2 separate regions of the Aphis gossypii genome follow, and region 2 is linked to region 1. The links are chromatin contacts, called in public Hi-C maps. All regions are on one chromosome and are shown on one strand. Each heading gives the region's core, a stretch centred on a gene start, on an enhancer-like site or on the middle of the called end of the contact. The rest is flanking DNA. Distances are from core to core; before and after follow the strand shown. Region 1 holds the start of LOC114130771 (26S proteasome non-ATPase regulatory subunit 12). Region 2 holds the start of LOC114130760 (BTB/POZ domain-containing protein 7).

Region 1 (7,084 bases), core at 3,426-5,925:
TGTGAAATAAATCATATACAGAAATGGAACTTTACTAACCTGGCTTGTAGTAGCTGTGCACAATAACTCTTAACGTGTATAACTCAATGAAATATGTGTATTGAAAAATTACTATTTTTTTTTTTACAGATGTTGGAGATACAGTAGCAGTAGACGAAGTGGTTTGTGAAATCGAAACAGATAAAGTGAGAAAATACTTATAATATAAATTATTCTTTTAAATTGATATCAAATAATATTAAACTGCTCTTTTAATAATTTTTTAAGACATCAGTTCCTGTTCCTTCACCAGTCAATGGAATTATTGAAAAGCGACTTGTTGAAGATGGTGCTACTGTTAAAGCTGGACAAGATTTATGTACAATTACCATCACAGGTAAAGATAATTTTTTATAGTTGAAGTCACAGATATTATGTTTCAATAAATTATTAGAAGGAGCACCTGCACCAGCCAAAGCAGCTCCTAAAGTTGAAGATACCCCTAAAGCTGCAGAACCGGAAACACCTGCGGCTGCAGCAGTAGCTACTCCTGTTTCTGCACCACCACCACCCCCACAGGCACAACAATCGCCGCCACCACCTCCTCCTCCAAGAGCTGCACCACCTGCAGCTGCCCCTCAAATATCAAAACAACCAACTGCCACTGTTAAAATACCACCAGCCGATCCCACTAAAGAAATTGGTGGAACTAGAACAGAATATCGTGTTAAAATGAATCGTATGCGATTACGTATTGCCCAACGCTTGAAGGATGCTCAAAATGTTAATGCCATGTTGACCACTTTTAATGAGATAGACATGAGGTAATTATCAACTTTTTAAAGCATTACTATTATAAAAGTTTATTTCTACAATTTAAAATTCTAATTTAGCTCAATCATGGACTTCCGTAAAACTAACCTTGATGCTTTTCAAAAGAAGCACGGTTTGAAATTAGGTTTCATGTCTGCATTCTTAAAAGCATCTGCTTATGCCCTACAAGATCAACCAGTTGTTAATGCTGTAATAGAAGGCAATGAAATTATCTACAGAGATTATGTAGACATATCTGTAGCTGTAGCAACTCCCAAAGTATACATTTAAATACTAACAGCACAATTTGAAAAATTGTTTTAAATGTATAACACTTTATAAATAGGGTTTATTAGTACCTGTCGTGCGCAATGTACAAGACATGAATTATGCAGATATTGAAAAAACAATTGCTGCTCTTGGGGAAAAAGCAAAAAGAGGTGCTATTGATGTTGAAGATATGGACGGTGGTACTTTTACTGTCAGTAATGGTGGAGTCTTTGGATCTCTAATGGGAACACCAATCATCAACCCACCACAATCTGCTATTTTGGGAATGCATGGAATTTTTGAAAGACCTATTGCTGTAAAAGGACAGGTAAAACTATTGTTGCAGTTTCTTGTTCTTGATAATTTATTTTTATTTTATTAATTAGGTTGTCATAAGACCCATGATGTACATAGCCTTAACATACGATCATAGGCTTGTAGATGGACGTGAAGCTGTATTGTTCTTACGCAAAATTAAAGCTGCCATCGAGGATCCTAGAATAATTATTGCAGGATTATAAACAACAAAATAATTTAAAGCCAGCCGTACTTAGACATAACAAGCACTTATTAATTTAATTATATTATATTATATTGAATTTATTCCTATAATATTCACAATTTTTTTTTCACTCATTAATATGTATTTTTCTCCTTATTCGCCCCTATCAATGTTTAATGTGTATAGTTATTGTAAAAAATAAAAATTGTTTATACTCATTCAATCTATTAAACTGAAAACGAGCAAAAAACTTTTGGATGAGTATAATAAATCGTAATTAATATAACAATTAAATTATTATTAAATTTGTGTTTTTGGGGAAATTTACAAAATGTTAATTATTTTTTTAATGAGACAGTAAATGTTTATGAACCATCTGTTCTTTGTTGATGAGATGAGTAGTATTATTTACAAGCTTCATGAGGTCATTGAGTCCAAATGACCATTCATTCAATACTTCGTTAACAGATTTGGCAACTGAAAACTCAACCACACCTGAAGGACGATCAATTTTTGCTTTTACAGATTTATCTACGACCATATTAGATAACAATTGTTCGGTGTCCTAAAACAAATATTTAGTTATTTAGTATGGCAAAATGATTTGAATTTAAAATAATGAAGAATATCATTCATCTAACCTCTAAAGTCATATCTAATAACTGAGCCATTCGAATAACTCTGATTCTTGAATAATACTTGGCCATAACACGTACATTCTATACATAAAAATAAATAAAAGTAACAATTATAATTTTCTATAAGCAATAATTAGTGAGAGGGACTATAAATATTAATATAAAATTTATATTACACTTAAACACGGATTTGAATACATACATGTTCAGCAACTCTATTTTTAAGATCGGCCCAACGTTTTTTTCCTTTTTCAGTGCCCTCTGAAAATACATCTGTAGCCGTAGACCCAGATTTCAATTCACTTTCATAATCCTTGCTCAATTCTTTCCATTGAATTAATTCCATGGTTGTAAATAGTTGCAAAAATGATCTATTAGACATAATAACAAAATTAAAACAATAGGGACATAGATATGATATATACATTAAGTATAAAAATACCTACTTGTACTTAGGTATTTTTTGTAAAGTTTCATCTTCAAGAATTCGGTGAGTTAAATCAGACTGATGATTATCATATGGAGCTAATATGAGGTATAATATTGCATTTTGCAAAGCAGCATTGCATTTTGTTTCATCAGCACTAATCTCAGGAGTGACTTGAATAGCTCTATAGTGGCGGCAAATATCTAAGTACAAACCATCATGTTCACCCAGCTCAATCATTAATCTGCAAAATGAATTAATGATAAACAATAAATATTTAAAAATTTAAATTTAATAATACTTACTTATAATATTTTAATTTAAGCTGTTGTATTTCAGGTTTATCATCATCAAAAAACTTTGTGTTTATTTTCTTGGAAATAATCTGTGTACGAATATAATCTTTCTTAGCCAAACATAATCTCATCTGTTCTAAAATGAGTTCAACTTTTTCTTGTTTTTTCATTGAACCATAAGTCTCCACCTGCAATTCTTGAATAATATTTGCAGCGCCAGTTACATCACCTTCATCTTCTTTAATTTGAGCCAATTTCTGTGTTAGACGAGCTCTTTCAACTTCTACATATATCTAAATAACGAAAACAAAAATTGTACTTTTAAATTAAATACACACAATATTAGAGTTTTAATAAACTAAAATAATTAAAAAATACAACATTTAAATTTGTACAATCAGATTGTTTTAATTTAAAATAAAAACTGAGTTATTTACCTTTCCTTCGGTGACATTTCTAAGGGATTCAATTAATTTCAATTTTGTCTCTTTATCCGGTGTTTGGTCAATGAATGTACAACATTCTCTGACCATAGCTGCAACCGCAAGTTTCAACTGTGATCTTCTTTTAGTTAACATAACAATATGTTCATTAAGTAATGCCCATTCTTTAGCTTGAAAACATAATTTTACAATAGCAACCAAAACTCGACTAGTTGAAGCCATATCACATCCCTTAAAAAATATAATATATTAGAAAATTTATTTTTAATTAAAAGTTGGTAATTAAATGATTATATAATTTATTATCTAAACAAGTTTTTACTTTTTATGATAAAACATATATTAACATCAGAGGCTTTCAAACATAGGTCATAACTAGGGTTCGGAAATTCTTACATTTGCAAGTTTTTTTTTTGTAATGCTTGTAGAATGCTCTAGGTAAGATTAAAATTATTTTCAAGGAATACAATTTTTGCATATTTCGACATACCTACCAACGTATTTTAGTATTTTAAATATGAATGTTAACTCAATAAATTTAAACCAATAACAATCTTTTAAAATAGATGTCTATAAGACATAGGTGACATACTAAGTTACTTAATATTATAAAGGTATAAAATAAGTACATTGGATACAATGTACATAGGTACATTGAAAGTATAAATACTAATAAGTAATAAAAATACATGATCACTGATCAGATATGTAGTTGTAATGGTATAAAAAGAGAAGAATAGCTTACAGTTCTAGTTTGTTTTTCAAGCATGAGTAATGTATCCAATGCTTCTTGTAGTTTACCACTAGCTGCCAAACTCTCAGCAATAGCAATTTTTTCATCGCATGTAGCACTGTAGTCCACTTCCATTTTCACAATACGACCCCCATCGGTGGTCAATGGCTCCAAATTGTCCATCATCTTGATCTACATTTTTAATAAAATATCATTTTTATGGTAATACTATCATTTAACAAATGAGACATAACAAAAATCTAAGATGCAAGTAAATTAATTGGGTATTACCTATAGTATATTACTTACATATTATTGGTTAAACGATAAGTTTTTAAATTTGAAATCAAATTCACTCTACGTAGTACAAACGAAGAACTGAAAGAACCAAGAAGAGTGTTGAGTAATAATCTTTAAAACTGTTTTTAATTCATATCAACATTAAAATAGTTATTACCTTGTTTTATAAAATTGCAAATCACGAATGTGTTGTCGATGGGGGTTTTCATGGAGGAATAAACAACATTTTATCTTTTTACCCCGAAGAACAGTCTAAAATTACCGTGGTTATGATAAATGGTATTATTTGAAAACAAAATGTTTACCAATATCGGAGGTCAACTTTCAACGCCATCTACGAATAAATAATTGTAATATTAATATTTTGATTAGTTTACTCAAATAGTCAAATAGCCGTCGACGGTCGACTCCCGTTTATAGTTGAAATAGAGCGCGGCCTTAGAAAATATCTTCTAAGACCGTGAAATAGAATATGGATAAAGGATAACATTTGACACTTTATACTTTTGGTTGACTGTTTAGTTTCGGAGAGGATACATTTGGTGATGAACTGAATCGTCTGAATCAGTTTCTTTGAAGTAACTACTGATGTCGGTGATGAGCACTCAGCACGCCACCGTCCTTCACCAATCAGTCAATTAACTCAATTCTTTCATAGGCCTTAATTGATATTAAATTATTAATCGGCATCAAGAAATTAATTCTAAGACCATAGTGTAGAATCTAGATTATATAGTTTGATTTTAAAAATTAATCTAAATAGGTATTGAATTAACCCTATAATTTAATCCAAGGTTATACCTTATATGTAATAATTAATCTAATAACATCGAGTTAATTCAAGAATTCACTATGTAGAGAATATTTAAATAAATTATATTTGTATTTTGTGGTTAAATTACAAAATAAAGATAATAATAAGTAAGTAAATAATACGTATTATAAATCTTAGTAGGTAATAACGAATTATAGTATCTACCATAGACATATCACATGTTATAATATACTTACGTATCAACGACTAAATCAGTATTCGGAAGATAAATTTTTATTGAAAAACACTTGTAAACGATTTTTGTTTTATTTGGAAATTAATTCGCTGATTCAGTTTATTCGACGAATAGTTATTTGTCGAATAACTGGATGATTGAAAAACCGGGCCTAAATCAGATACCGATATAGGTAGGTATCCGAAGTACTCAAGTACCTACGAGCTAAACCAAATAATTAGAATTTAGAACTTAGTACATAGATATTATTTTTAGGATGACCTACAAGCTACAACACATAATACATTATATTATGTCTACATACGATTGTCATATCTGTGAAAATAGTTTAAATCACTAAATATTATGAGCTAGGTACTTTCTAATGTAAATTATTAAACTGAATACTAATATCTAGCGTCGTCCATTAAAATGTGTTGAAAAAAAAAGATTTAAAACTGATGTGTAATAAGGTATTCAAAATCATCAAACAAAAATATTATTGCTTACACAGATACAGTGTAATACGTAAGTATAATATAGAACAAATTATTATATTATCAAAATCAGGCACACATACAGGGGGGGAGTATTGGGGGTTCACCCCCCCCCCCCCCGAAAATTAATAGTTGTGTAGTAACACTGTAGTACACTGTAGTTTATTTATATCATCATTCATCGATAAATATTGATTATTGTAAATCTTTTTATGAACCCCTCCTCCCAGAATTTTTTTTTGTGTACGTGCCTGATCAAAATAGTTGCTTACAAAATAGGCAATAGCTATTCTAGCTTTTTTGCTTACTAAAATTAAAACTTAAAGTACCTACCCATGTTTTATCATCTAGTTGACTTGACAGTTAGTAAGATTAAGTTCCATAACAAGTGTACTCTATAACCCAAGCTTGAAAATTTATCTTAAGCCATGGTTGATCGATGAAAATTCTTTACTTTTGCTTAGTGCTTCAGCTACTGTAACTGGCAGAATAATCGGAGGGTGTACATCATTACATACATTAGGAAAAATTACATAGTGAATACTGAATAGTGATTCAATTCACATTGTCATAGACAAGTGCTTAAATAATCTTATCATATTGTCACAACTCACAAAATACAAGATAGAGTAACTAATTAGTAATTGATTATTTGATCCTCATTAAACAGTAAAAACCAATCGTTCAACAACAGATTAATTTTATTTTTAAGTAAAAATTAGGTGAAATATATAGAATCTGGTTACTTTGGCCACACCCTAGCCCTCTTTAATGTCCGGGCTTTAGGGATACAGCTGCGCCTCTTTCGTCGAGTTAAATCATATTACCCTGTTCTCACCGGTCACCGTTCTTTATTGTTATGACAGTAGGACATTAACAACTATAAATCTTTTTTATTGGATATACATATATGATTGCGATTAGAATGTAAACCTTATTAGCTTTAGCCGCTTTAGGTACTTAATTAAATCGAGTTTATATGGTGAAATTCAATGAGAACAGTTAGCAGTTAGCTATGCACTAAGTCAGCGGTTCTCAACCTTTTTTCATTCACGTACCCCTTGAATCTTGACCTCTCTCACCACTATTTCACGTACCCCAAAATATCAATTTAAAATATAAATAAACGAAAAATAATTTTTTCGCGAACGCCTTGAGATCATGTCACGTACACCTAGGGGTGCGCGTGCCCCAGGT
Region 2 (7,084 bases), core at 1,556-4,055, 250 kb before region 1:
GAATCCAAATACAATAGTCTTTAATATATAGTTGGTTCAATACATATCTGGGGTCACTCTTGTTAAACAACTCATGAATATCCAACAAACACGTGAGTAAACAAACACATCCATTACCGAATACTTTACGTACATCAGAAAGCACTAAAATGCTTAATTTCCAATGTCTGTAAAGAGGATAACACAAACTTCGTCTGATGCACGCTTTAATGGTTTCATCAAACGTTTCAAAAATACGAAACCATGAAAGTGTAGATGAGAGTTTGTTGATTACCCAAGCTGATTCACAATTTTCTTCACCCAAATTAGTTCGAATACAATAACAATATGCATATATGATATCTACCAATGAGAGTAAGGCTGACTTTTTATCATCCTTGCTCAATAAGTATTCTTTATTACCAAATGATTTTAAAATATCTTTTTGAGAATCATTTAAGGTACATGTTGTGTTATACCAAAATGGTTTAAAGTCTAATATATTTTGGAGTTCTTCTGGTTCAGTCATCAAATCTGCCAAGTAATGATCATCACTAAATTCTAAATATTCTGTCGCATATTGTGTTGTTTTCCTTTGATTAAAATCCATATCGTCTATACCACTAATCTCAATAATTCCAAAAAATTCACCTTTAAAATGATTAAATGCACCTTGAGTTTGATTACCAAATCCATATTTTACACGAACATTATTCTGGTCTGATAAAGGTACTTGTAAAAAATAACAATTTATATTGTCTTCGTCATCAACATCGTTATTGTCATCATCATTTTTCTTAAGAACTTCAATAGATGGCTTGGGCTTGAAAGATTGGTAAGTTTTTGGTTGTTCTAGAAATTTGTTTATGAGGTTTAAATCTGCGAACTTCTCTCCTGGATTTACTTTATTTATATTAAAAGTAAAAATAGATAAATCCCAGTCATAAAATCCAGATGAAGCACTAGTTTCTTTCAGTTCACCGGGTAGATGAAGGCGTAAATAATATGGATAGGAACAAAATGTGATTTGATTGCCATCAACATCAATTTCTGTATTTTTGACATTAGCAAATCGAGCTTTGATCTTTAAGATTAAATAATCATCTGTTTGATCCAATTCAAAATTTGGAGTTAACATTGTAAAAGCTGAAAAGTAAACAATAGTTATTTAAAAAAATATTATATGATTATAAATTATAATAAACTAACTGTAGAAACTATTTAATATTTAATTAGGTATTTTCAAACATATTGATATGAGTTTACTTAGAACTGCAAATTAATTATTAGAATTTATATTCATGATTTGTAATCTTCAAACTTCAACAGGTAAGTAATACCTACTTAATATTTTTAAGGATACTAGACACACTTTTAGCAACTGTATTGTAATTGTATTGTAAAAATAGTAATTTGGGTAATTTTATTCAAACAAATAAATGTATGTGTGTACATTTTAAAATTCAAAAGTATTTTATATATTTATAAAAATAATTAATATAATTTAAGAACTAAATTAATTAGATTTTTATTTCACGAGATTATAATGAGTAGGTAGTTGACATTTTAAATGATAAACTAATAGTTAGTAGTTGAGATTAAGTTTTTAATAATTATATAGTTTAATGTTTATCTACAATATATTATAAATAAGTACTATAGATAAACAAAGAAAATACATTAATGTATTAATTTATTAGCAAAGCTATTTTATTTATAAGAGGACATCCATAAATATAATTTATTTAGAATAAAAAAAGCGTGTATCAAAAGTTGTATATCTTTCTCATTGTCGGACAACATTATTTTAAGACAACAAATGTTTATAAATGTATAAATGTCATTTTAATTTATAAAGAAAATATTGTGGTGGACTTATATGCAGGTGTATGGATTTATTATACTGTAGGTAGACTAGACGGATAGTTTATTGAATGTGAAAGGGGTTACAGATGAGCAAAAAATTGGGAAAATACGTTCTTGAACATTGTTCTATTTATTATATTATATAAAAAATTTTACCGATGTATATAAAATAAAATAAATTAATAACACTTTATGGTTTATTACTTATAACTTATTAGTAATATGAAAAATAAATTAGTAATAGGTAAGTGATACTTAATAACTGTATTATTATTGTAAAATTACAATACAGCTACAAGTATGAATATCTAAGTTATACTATATGATCACTGAAAATAATTTAAACAACAAATCACCTATACAGCAGTGACCTAAAAAATAGTTATTTTTTTTTAAAAAATTTAATACTAAAAACTCCGCCATAATATAAGTAAGTGGGTACAACAATAATTAAGTTAGTCGACGTCTACAATGTAATAATATCTGTTAAAATACTTACTTACAAGTTATTACTGTTGGGATTTGATTGGATGAAATGTATATTCAATGAATTAAGCGCAGTTTGGCACTATTACGTATTGGACAGAATAGTATGTACTATGTATATACTATATATTGTGAGTTGTCACTTGTCACTTGTAACCACAAATTTTACTGGAACAACAGACCACAAATACAAAAATACATAATAGATAATATTTATTTTATTTATCGGCGTTTTTTTGTTCGATCTTCGATCACATGTTTTGTTATCAATATGTTTGGTCTGACTGAAATTTCCAAAGCTATTACGAATTATGATTCTGTGATTTAATTAAAACAACAATTAATTGTTACTGGCAAATTAAATAAAAATATAACCGAATCTTACATCAAAACACTGTCAACACTAATAATTAATTCAAAACTGTGAAGTCATTTTTTCTTTTGAATAATCAACATGTTTTTATTTTCGCAGGTAGGTATATAGTTATAATTATTTTGTGTTCTCACTAGGAAATTAATTTCCAAAGACGTTCTAACCATTTTTGTAGGCGTGTTGATGTTTTTTTTTTTATCAATAGAACAAAATATTCTCAGCTAAGCAAAATTTGTATTTAGATCTCAAATATTTCTATTACAAAATACAAATTTTGTTTCGGTTTAAAATCTTCATTTTTAAAGTTACCTTTTTCGAGGATTTGTCATTACGAAGTATTCGTACCAGTCAATTCATTTCGATGATTCCACGAATGCAGGTCATGAAAGGGTTATTTAAGGTAAGTGGCTAATTTTTTCTCGGACACCCTAAAACAAGCTTCTCAAGAAATACTTTTTGACTACATATTTGTTTCGTATATTTTTCGCAATTAATTCAATGTTTTGATTCAAAATAATACACCTTATGAAAATCATTTGATTTCCTTTTGTTGTTGTTGCTACTGATTTCTAGTATACAATAACTTATTGACTTGACCCAATTTGAATTTGAATTAGTAAACTTAATTTATCATTTATGTACGATTTATATTTCAACTACGATTTTATTTGAAATTTAACACTGATAATACAGTTAATTAAGACAATTGAGTAAATTATAGTCATACATTTTAATCATTACCTACCTAGTCCATTGTTTTGAACAGCAATATATAAATTAATTCTGTTTTTATAAATTCTTATAAAATTTAGAATATGTTATTTTATTAACTTAATATTAACTTTTTAATTTATTTTTATTAAACATTTCATTGATTGTGTAGAATATAATATAATGTAGCAAATAAAGACTACAAAAGCTTTTTGCATTTAATATTTTCTTATTTTATCTAGTTGTTTTTCCTCATTAAATTAACTTTTATATTTTAGAGAAAATAACTATGTGATGAACTTATGTTTCCCATTGTTACCTTGTGTCTGGTCATATGATGGGATGACGAAAAGGATTTGGCCAGACGACAGAATGGGTGCCGGGGTTTCTTCCAATGAATATCCTAATGTAGACGTTCAAAATTATCCAGGAGTTATTATAAAGTAAGTAGACTTTTTTCTTTTCATAATATATTTGTTCTAAGTACTTACCTTAATTCTTTATGTTCTTAAATCTTTAGGGAGAGACGTAAGATGCGTATGTCTGGTTTTGCGACTTTGCGAAAGAAGCTTATTAAGCGTCGTCGATACTCCAAGGTGTGTAACCATGGTCGTGTCATAAGAGAGTTGATATCTGATTGGTCACCAGCTGAAGTTACTGCTTTACTTGAAGAATATGAAGCATTAGCTGCTCTTAAAGACTTGTCTGTCCAAGCTGAACTTGCAAGACCTCCAGCTGCTACATTTAAACAAGATTTATCTACTCTATATGACCATAAGTATTGTACAGACGTCGATCTCATTTTTCGTGGTGTTTGTTTCCCAGTACATAGAGCAATACTATCAGCTAGGTGTCCATACTTTCGTGAATTGCTCTTGGGGTGTCCTGGTTATGGGGCACGTATTTGTTTAGATTTGAGAACACCTGGTGTGGATATTGAAATGTTTTCAGCATTATTACGTTTTTTATACACTGGGGATATAGCTCCAAGAGATGGAGATATAGACTTAGCGTTATTAAGAAGACTTGGTGATGAGCTTGGTACACCAAATGTGTTAGAAAATGATTTAAGATACCTATTGGAAACCGGTGACTATGCAGATGCTGCACTTGTATTCATTCCGGAAGGGTATTCAGATCGAAGGCCAGAATCTACTGGTTCTGAATATGGTTTTCAACCCAAACTGGAATTGCCTTGCCATAAATCTATTCTAAGTGCTAGATCACCATTTTTTAGAAATCTTATTCAACGAAGAACTAAATCTGGTGAAGAACATACTGAAAGAGCTTTACACATTCCTACAAGGTTTTGACAACAATTTTTTATATTTATTAACAATTAATTATTTACTTACTATGTATTATTTGTTTTTAATAATATTTCAGGATAGTGTTAGATGAATCAGTTATTCCAAAGCGATATGCAAGAGTCCTATTACACGCAATTTATTTAGATACAGTTGATTTGTCTCTGATTCTGAGAGGTTCAGGGTGTGGTTCATCTGCTGGCAGTTTAAGTGAAGTAAATATAATGCAGTGTCATAAACTATTATATGCTTTAAAATACTTACAACCATTTAATGTATTAGGTTGAAGCTCTAACTAATACGGGACGTGTTAGACCAAGCCCTCTGGATGAAGCTATGGAATTGTATCAGATTGGTCGTTTCCTAGAACTAGAAATAGTTTCTCAGGGTTGTGAGGATCTTATCCTAGAATGGCTTACTCTAGAATCACTTCCAGGAGTACTTAGGTAATTCTGTTTAAATATTATGATTTTGATTTTAAATATTATATACTAATAGTAAAAATGATAAATAGGTGGGGAAGTTTGCCACATGGGTCAGCATGGGTTCATCGTCAAGCTAAACATTTTTTACGTGAAGAATTTTCTCAAGTAGCTAATAGTCCTGTTTTGTACCAACTTGACAAAGCTCATCTAATAGACTGTTTAAAGAGTAATTTCTTACAAACAAGTGAACTCGAAGTTTTACAAGCTGTTCTCAAATGGGGCGAACATGAATTGATTAGGCGTATGGAGGATAGAGGTATTATATTTCAAATTTTTAACTTAATAATTGATTTAAAATTTATTTTATTGATTTTAGAACCAAATTTAGTAAGTCAAACTACACATTCTGTTAGTCGAAAAGGTGTAAAGAAACGAGATTTAAGTGACGTAGAACTTCGTGAAATATTATCTGAACTCTTACCTTTGGTGCGTATGGATCATGTTATCCCAACAGAACATGAGACTTTGACACAAGCTATAAGAAGAGGTTTAGTGAGCTCACCACCAAGCCATATGATTGGTAATGACTCACCAATATTATCTCATCATATGTCCAGAATCAATGCTTGGATTAGACATCCGTCTGGGCTTTATGTGAGACCTAGGTTATTTATCCCATACTACGATGAAATTAAAGTAAGATATTAAAATTTGTAAGATTTGCTTTGATAATTTATAATTTTATATATTGTTAATTTTTAATTTTAAAGATAGCAATATTGAAAGTGATTAGTATTAGTAACACAAAATATTTTTCATACCAAAACAATAAATAATAAACACTTTAGACTAGTTTAGACTAGTATATTTAAATCAATATATTATTCTAAATTTTTGTTTGGTTTAGTCATTATTTGAAGATCAAATGTTAAGAGAGGATGAAGAGCTTGTACGGCGAACAAGATATATGCCTGATGGTATACCTGACACTTTATACATGATAGAAGAAAAATTTACTCCATTATCTTATGGTCTTTCATCTCTTGATGTTTTAACAGCTTCAATCCCAAGTATAATAATAATATACTATTTTTAACCTCTAAGTTATTTCTAAAATCATGAATTTGTTTATAGCACCAGATGTGTCAACAATGAATGCTATGGTTAAACGTGACCAGAAATTGAGATCTGCTCCTGGTTGTCAACGAGCAATATCACTGCCTTTATCTAATCGACAAGAAATCAATCATCAAATAAGATTAAGAGTTGTTCGAGAGTTCAACTTGCCAGATCCTGTTGCTTATCTTTTAGAAGTATTATCAATATTTCAATTTTATTTTTAAATCGAACAATTTTTAACGGTTGTTTAATAATTAGAAAGCAGCCAGTTCTGTGTGCTACTGTGGTGGAGGTCCTGATGAAAAACCAAAAGAAAGTACAAGATCTCGAAGTAGTCGAACCAGAAAAGAAAAACGAAAAGGTTTAGGAACTAGCACATTACCATCTGTGTACGCACAGCAAAAATTAAGAAAACAACATAGACCATATGTTGTAAATGATATGGCTTCATCTTTAAGATACACTAATAATATCAGAGTAAGTAAATATTATTTATAAATTATTTTTTTTTATTACTTATTTTTGGTAATCAATATAATAGTATGATGATGATGAAGACTTTGATGGCCGAGGAGAGCAAGTAATCATGCCTGATGTTGCAGCCGTATCGCTATCTTTGGACCAGTTAAACATATGTCCAATTCTTGGCCCCGAAGTTGAGTTAAGATTAGACTTGGGCGATAGTTCGCCCAATCAGTCGCCATATAAAACACCTCCTCCTCCTAAACATTTCATTTAGATTATTCTGAATGTAATTTCATTAGTAAAATTTATAGTTGATAGAATTCATTTTACAGTGAGCTAATAATGAAGGAGGG

What was found. A called contact is a pair of places that touch in the nucleus more often than the background predicts.
Region 2: a contact with region 1 is called in a Hi-C map of whole body, with 3 times the contacts expected there. The contact joins the promoter of LOC114130760 here to the promoter of LOC114130771 in region 1. A contact is called at or near these places in 2 of 2 Hi-C or Micro-C datasets (both in whole body).

Annotation. Positions count from the first base shown.
Region 1 is chr2:27,858,561-27,865,644 of ASM2018417v2, reverse strand. LOC114130771 (26S proteasome non-ATPase regulatory subunit 12) reads right to left here and starts at 4,675. Exons shown (of 9, transcript XM_027995822.2): 1 at 4,559-4,675; 2 at 4,411-4,479; 3 at 4,114-4,293; 4 at 3,363-3,599; 5 at 2,935-3,218; 6 at 2,649-2,873; 7 at 2,405-2,573; 8 at 2,206-2,283; 9 at 1,596-2,129. The coding sequence starts at 4,287. The coding sequence ends at 1,911. It overlaps LOC114130770 (dihydrolipoyllysine-residue succinyltransferase component of 2-oxoglutarate dehydrogenase complex, mitochondrial), which reads left to right. Exons shown (of 10, transcript XM_027995821.2): 5 at 130-185; 6 at 268-376; 7 at 434-803; 8 at 873-1,071; 9 at 1,139-1,390; 10 at 1,449-1,674. The coding sequence ends at 1,583.
Region 2 is chr2:28,104,768-28,111,851 of ASM2018417v2, reverse strand. It overlaps LOC114130760 (BTB/POZ domain-containing protein 7), which reads left to right and starts at 2,805. Exons shown (of 11, transcript XM_027995807.2): 1 at 2,805-3,104; 2 at 3,694-3,858; 3 at 3,936-4,721; 4 at 4,802-4,937; 5 at 5,005-5,168; 6 at 5,237-5,463; 7 at 5,524-5,843; 8 at 6,055-6,217; 9 at 6,282-6,460; 10 at 6,525-6,743; 11 at 6,808-7,084. The coding sequence starts at 3,710. The coding sequence ends at 7,005. LOC114130761 (protein SHQ1 homolog) reads right to left here and starts at 2,632. Exons shown (of 2, transcript XM_027995811.2): 1 at 2,349-2,632; 2 at 1-1,125. The coding sequence starts at 1,117.